2 separate regions of the Cyprinus carpio genome follow, and region 2 is linked to region 1. The links are chromatin contacts, called in public Hi-C maps. All regions are on one chromosome and are shown on one strand. Each heading gives the region's core, a stretch centred on a gene start, on an enhancer-like site or on the middle of the called end of the contact. The rest is flanking DNA. Distances are from core to core; before and after follow the strand shown.

What was found. Hi-C and Micro-C count contacts between places; a contact is called where the count stands out from the background.
Region 2: a Hi-C map of skeletal muscle shows a contact between it and region 1, with 3 times the contacts expected there. The contact joins two enhancer-like sites. A contact is called at or near these places in 3 of 8 Hi-C or Micro-C datasets (liver and skeletal muscle).

What each region holds. Positions count from the first base shown.
Region 1 is chrA7:38,740,919-38,743,659 of ASM1834038v1, reverse strand. The region is part of intron 7 of LOC109093359 (zinc finger homeobox protein 3-like); the gene reads left to right. Among protein-coding and RNA genes, the nearest start is that of LOC122145693, 190 kb to the right of the region's middle. Within about 2 kb of position 1,344, at least 1 of the 8 cell types and tissues checked has an H3K27ac peak or open chromatin away from gene starts, as enhancers often do. A contact at or near this core is called in skeletal muscle, where this site is marked.
Region 2 is chrA7:38,823,671-38,826,370 of ASM1834038v1, reverse strand. All of the region lies in intron 4 of LOC109093359 (zinc finger homeobox protein 3-like), which reads left to right. Among protein-coding and RNA genes, the nearest start is that of LOC109093359, 110 kb to the left of the region's middle. Within about 2 kb of position 1,445, at least 3 of the 8 cell types and tissues checked have an H3K27ac peak or open chromatin away from gene starts, as enhancers often do. A contact at or near this core is called in skeletal muscle, where this site is marked.

The DNA.
Region 1 (2,741 bases), core at 95-2,594:
CCTACACCATTTGTGCTATGGACATGAATTATACCTCAAATCATGTAGCTTGTTGAGAACAGTTGTGATTTGAAGCAATTAAAAGATGTAGTTTTCAATTGGTCTAGAGTTCCATGCGTTAATATGCAGAATGTCACTTGAACTAGGATATGCGACTGCAACCTACAACTCAAATTGTTTTGCCAAACAAATAGTGTGGAAGTTTATGAATTAAGAGCCTCCAGTAATGTACATTAACCAACAGATACAGCACTTTAATAGTTCCCAAATTAAGGCTGCACAGCCACCCCTGAGGGAGGTCTTTCGCATCTCTCTGTAGAACTGTCACATTCCATTTTCTGGTCATTTGTTAACAATATCAATGAGGATCATTTTAAAAAAAGATCCATACCACTAATTCAGAGAAAGTGTGCCATAGCAGATGCTGTTGATGAAAACAATTGATTGTGGAAATATTGATTAGCTTTATTTTCAGTTCTGATCCATATGGTGTTATGATATTGTTTTCTCTCAGAACTAACCAAGTTCAGGCTTGATTAAAATAGCCAATCACCCGTGAATACATGCTAGCTAAGCATTATTAGACCCATAACGAACACAATACAAGGCATTCAGATATGACATTATATACAATATACACAATATATGCACAAATACATACAAATCTGTGTGGTGGTGGTGTCTGGACACAAATGCAGTTGGTGTAGTCTGGGTTTCTGTGCCAAAATTTTTTATTTTGTTTTTTTTTTTTGCCCTCTGATACGCCTACAGAGAGGCAAGGCGGCAGAGTTTCCCATCCAATTAGAGCAGTGCGTGGATAAAAGGCAGGCATTGTTTTAATTCCTGCCCCCGCGTTGAAAATGTCCTGCTTGAGCATGCCATTCTCTCGCTGGATGTCCATTTGTCATTCTTAACCCTTTCACTTGCCACAACACAAAGGAGCTCTCTGCAGGAAGGATTTCCCAATATTATAAAGCTCAGGCGCCCAAAACAACACGCACTAACACATGCTTGCACGGACACAGTCAGCTTCCCGATTATGAGTATGTGTGTGTCTGAGCTTGATGTGTGGGAAGAGACACTACAGCAGCAGATGACAGGTTTTATGAGTGATGTTCACCAGGGCATATAGCTGGATGACACATTGGGGTCTCTCATTTCAGAAGACTTAATGGACTGAAGTTTTTTTTTTTTTTTTTAACATTGCAGACTGACAGATACAGGAGAGAGAGAGAGTAAGAAAAAAGGTAAGTGGAACCGAAAGATGGTTAGTCTGCTTTTTGATGGCGCTACAGGCCTTTGGGTGGCATTGCTTACAGCCAGCCAGGAAGATTTGTGTGTGTTTGTAGGAGAGAGGAGAGAAAGCTGTTTTGGAGTGTGTACACATTGCACTGTGGATTAGCTGCTGATGTAAATCTTTTTCAGTCGCAGATGGCAGTGTCGTGATCGCTGAGCTATGACGTGCTGCAGGAAATCCCTGTCTGTAGCAGCGGCCTGCCTGGCTTCTCGTGCCAACTGCAGCCCTCCCCTCTCAGTGCCCAAAGCGGGGGAGGGAAGTGCACTCTAGACTCTGAACTAAACTTTGACTGATCCAAGAGTCAATGATATCAATGATAGGCTTTTTGTTGTTTTTGTTATTGTTGTTGTTGTTGTATCTAAATAATGAAATTCATATTTACAATGACTTGAACACACCTCTTCTCTGATGAGCATGTTTTTAATTTTTTAATTAAAATTTATTTTGATAGTTTTGAAGGCATAAAGTCAAAATGTCAAGGTGATAGTCCTGATATCAGAATGAAGATAAAAGGCCTGTTATTATAAAATCATTAAAAAAAAAAATGAATTATTATTTTTTTAAATAATAAATAATAATCTTCATTTCTGAAATATAATATAATATTTATATATAGATAAAATTTCATGTATATATTTTATATAATATGTATATAATATATAATATGTAAAATATATATAATTTTTTTTTTTTTTTTTTTTTTTTTTTTTTTATTGTTGACACTCTTATATGTCACTGTAGGTTTGCATTTTCCCTGTCTAGACAATGGGAAAAAGTATGATTTAAAAAAAAAAAACAAGGTCCCACTTTTCCCTGTTCCACCAAGCATTGCATATCTCTCCTCTCACTACAATTTTCCACAAGCCTCATGAATAGTATCAGCTACTATGCAAAAAATATATATTGCATGGACAGATTGATGCATTATTAAATCAAACGCTGGATGTTTGCTCGGCTCTTTGCTTTACTTACTAAATCCCTTGGACAGCGGACAGGATATGTCAAGTGAGAGGAGAGTTGAGCAGTGTTAAAAAGTCCTTACCTTTATTTTTACTGGACTGGAATGGTACCCTGATCTCAGAGAGATGGCTGGCTAGGGCTTTCCAGGGCAAGGCTCGTGTCAGGACCTGGGGCCCCGTATAGCCCTGCAGACAGCAGCCGCCCCATGAATGTCCTATCATTTTTACATGCTTGTTAAAATGCAAAGTAAACCTTCCGAGAAACAGGATATTATAACCGCTAACCATGACCCCCACATCCCAACCATGCCATGGTACATCTGAGTAAAGACAGGGCAACTCATGCAACAAATATCATTGAGGCTTCTTTTAATAAAGTCTGGTATTGTAGGGATGCTGCTAGAGATGATAAGAAGCAGTCCGATTGGCAAGGGCCTGGGGTCGGCTCCTCTTGGGCATCTGTCCCCTAATCCACATCTGAAGGG
Region 2 (2,700 bases), core at 196-2,695, 83 kb before region 1:
CGTCCGCGTCCGCTGAGCGGGAAGCGTCGCCCGCTTTTCCATTTTTACACCGATATGCTCGTTCGTCCTCTACTTTCATTTCCTCCCTGATTTAGCGAGCAAAAATCCTCAACATTGCGCCCATCGATACTTTTTAGTGTCCCCTCTAGTGTGGATTTCTCCGCCCTTTGCTGTGCATTTCAGTTCCTCTACTTTTTCGCTCCTGTCACTTTCACCGTCTTTTCCCGTAGTATTTTTTTTTTTTTTCACACTCCAAGCGACGTTAAAGTTGTTCTTTGCTGCTTCCCGGCTGGAGTCACATGCAAATCGATATGCATGTGTGTGTGAAGTGTGTGTGAGTGTTTAGGGGAGTGTGTTTGGTATAGAGACGGAGCCCCGGGTCTCAGGAGCGGTTCAGCCGGAGCTCACAGAGCCCGAGGAGCCGCTCGACACACACAGCGAGTACGGCGAATGACTTAAAACGAGAAACCCACGCGTACGGCGTGAATTTGAGAATCTAAAAACCAAAACAATGGATTGAAATGTCATTTCGACAGCAAAGACTATGATAATGAAATCAGAATTAGGCTACGTTTTACAACTTGCGTACGTTCTCCTGAGGGAGAAAAATAGGACGAAAAAGTGTTTTCAAATTATTAACAAATTCGCGTCGCTTAGTTTGAACTAGCTTCAACTATTTAATTGCCCCACAAATATACGAGGGGCTCGAATTTTAATAAAGCCAAAACTTAATGAAGACCACAGGTGTAGCATGATTTAAAAAAAAAAAAAAAAAAGGAAATTGGCCTTAAAAAGTAGCGTGAACGAAGAGCTATTGAAAGATAGTCCTTCCAAGGTAAACGGACAAGAACAAACGGAAATGTGGATCCATAACAATGATACAATGTAGCCCACAGTGAGATAGATAAAGGAGAAAACAGAAGAGATGCAATGGAAGGACAGACAGACCCAGAGCTGACTGACTGTTTGCTAGCTGCTCATGGATGTGCAGGGTTGGGGAAGAAAGAGAGGGGGAGGTTGAGAGACTTAGGGTCAGACGGCAAGAAACAAGGGAGCAGGGGTCACCGAGTGAGTGGAGGAAAGATAAAAAAGAAAGAGAAGGGAAAAACCCAACATTACAGAGCCAGCGAAGAGTGGGAAAGCAGTGGGGTGGGTTATGTTGTGGGGTCACACAAACAATACATCGAGATTGTTGGGGTTAGCAGGACTATAAAAACGTACCTCAAGTTTGATCAACAAAAGAGCAGTCGGAATGACAGCGTGTTTGATTTTGCACTAGGAAAAAAGTCCTTAGTTTGAAGTAATGAATTATCATTATTATTATTTTTATTTATTTATTTGTTTGTTGGATAAAGAGAGAGAGAGAGGGAGAATACTCATAAAGGAAGGCATGCATGCAAAGAGAGTTGAGAGGATAGACGGGGTCAGATAGCCATAGGCCATGTCGAAGGAATCAGGGAAGAGGTCAGAAAAACACAAATCCCAAGACCTTTTTATCCTTCCCGACGTGTCGTAACAAGAGGAACCAGAAGCTAACGTAGTGACGACACACACTTGTTTAGGTTAAGACACTGCAGTGTCTAGAAAGCGTGGGATTTTGCATTTAATTTTTTTATTTAATATATATTCTGCCGAAATCTGTGTGTTTGTGTGTGTGTGTGTGTGTGTGTGTGTGTGTGAGGGGGAATGGGCAGGCAGAAGCATTATGTGTTTTCATTATTATATTTCAATCTTTTTCCTTTTCTTAACCGCTTAGAGGAGAGCATAGTGGGCAACCTAGCTTCTGTTTTTAGGAGAGGGAGGGAGGGAGGAGAAGGACAGATAAGTCAGGGGTTTAATGTCTCTCGGCTCCCTAGTAGAGGGGTGGCAATAATTACAAGCGTCACACAAAAAGGATATATAGTATAATTCAGATGCTGTGCGTGGACTCTCTCTCTCTCTTTCTCTCTCTCACTCGCTCGCTCCAGCTCAATCTTATCCTTTCCCTTCTTCTCTCTCTCTCTTTCTCTCTGTGCTCTGGCTTTTACCATCACAAAACAAAGACAGCAGGCAAGGTCTTTGCCATCTCACTCACTCTTCAAAAACTCATGGATAGGCTATTCAGGGCTAATCCTTTTGCGGACAATGATTTTGATGGCAGTTGACTCATTTCTAGGAAGTCATATTGTTTCAGTATTTGTTGTCTGTCTTGCCTTTTGTGTTTCGCCTGGTCATAAAACACTTAAACGTAGCGTTTAGTAACTCTCGTCCAAATTCAAGCAGTGTAAAAACTATGTTGCGTTGTGTGTATGTACTTAACTCAGAGAAAACACTGTCTTATTATAGGCTCTGAACAGATTTGTGTGCTTATTGGGCTGCTGTAAGGATTTTCGCTGTTACAGAAAATGTCTGACTGAGTTGTGCATTTGTTTGCGTTGTGGTTTGGCTGAACGTTTGCATTGTCCCAGTTCTTTCAGGATTTTCTCAAGCCTACAGAAAGACACAGACAGGCGCTGTAGTCCGTTTATTTGTACCTGATTTGAAATAAAAGGACAAACTTCTCACAGTTTCAGAGATAAATAAGAACACAGACTAGAGTGTAATGATTGATTTTTCACTTTAGCTTATTCACACGTGTTTCAGATTTTTGTACATTTAATTTACCTCTAAGTTTAGATATATGGACACTGTTGGATGATATAATGTTTATAATTTGCTTTG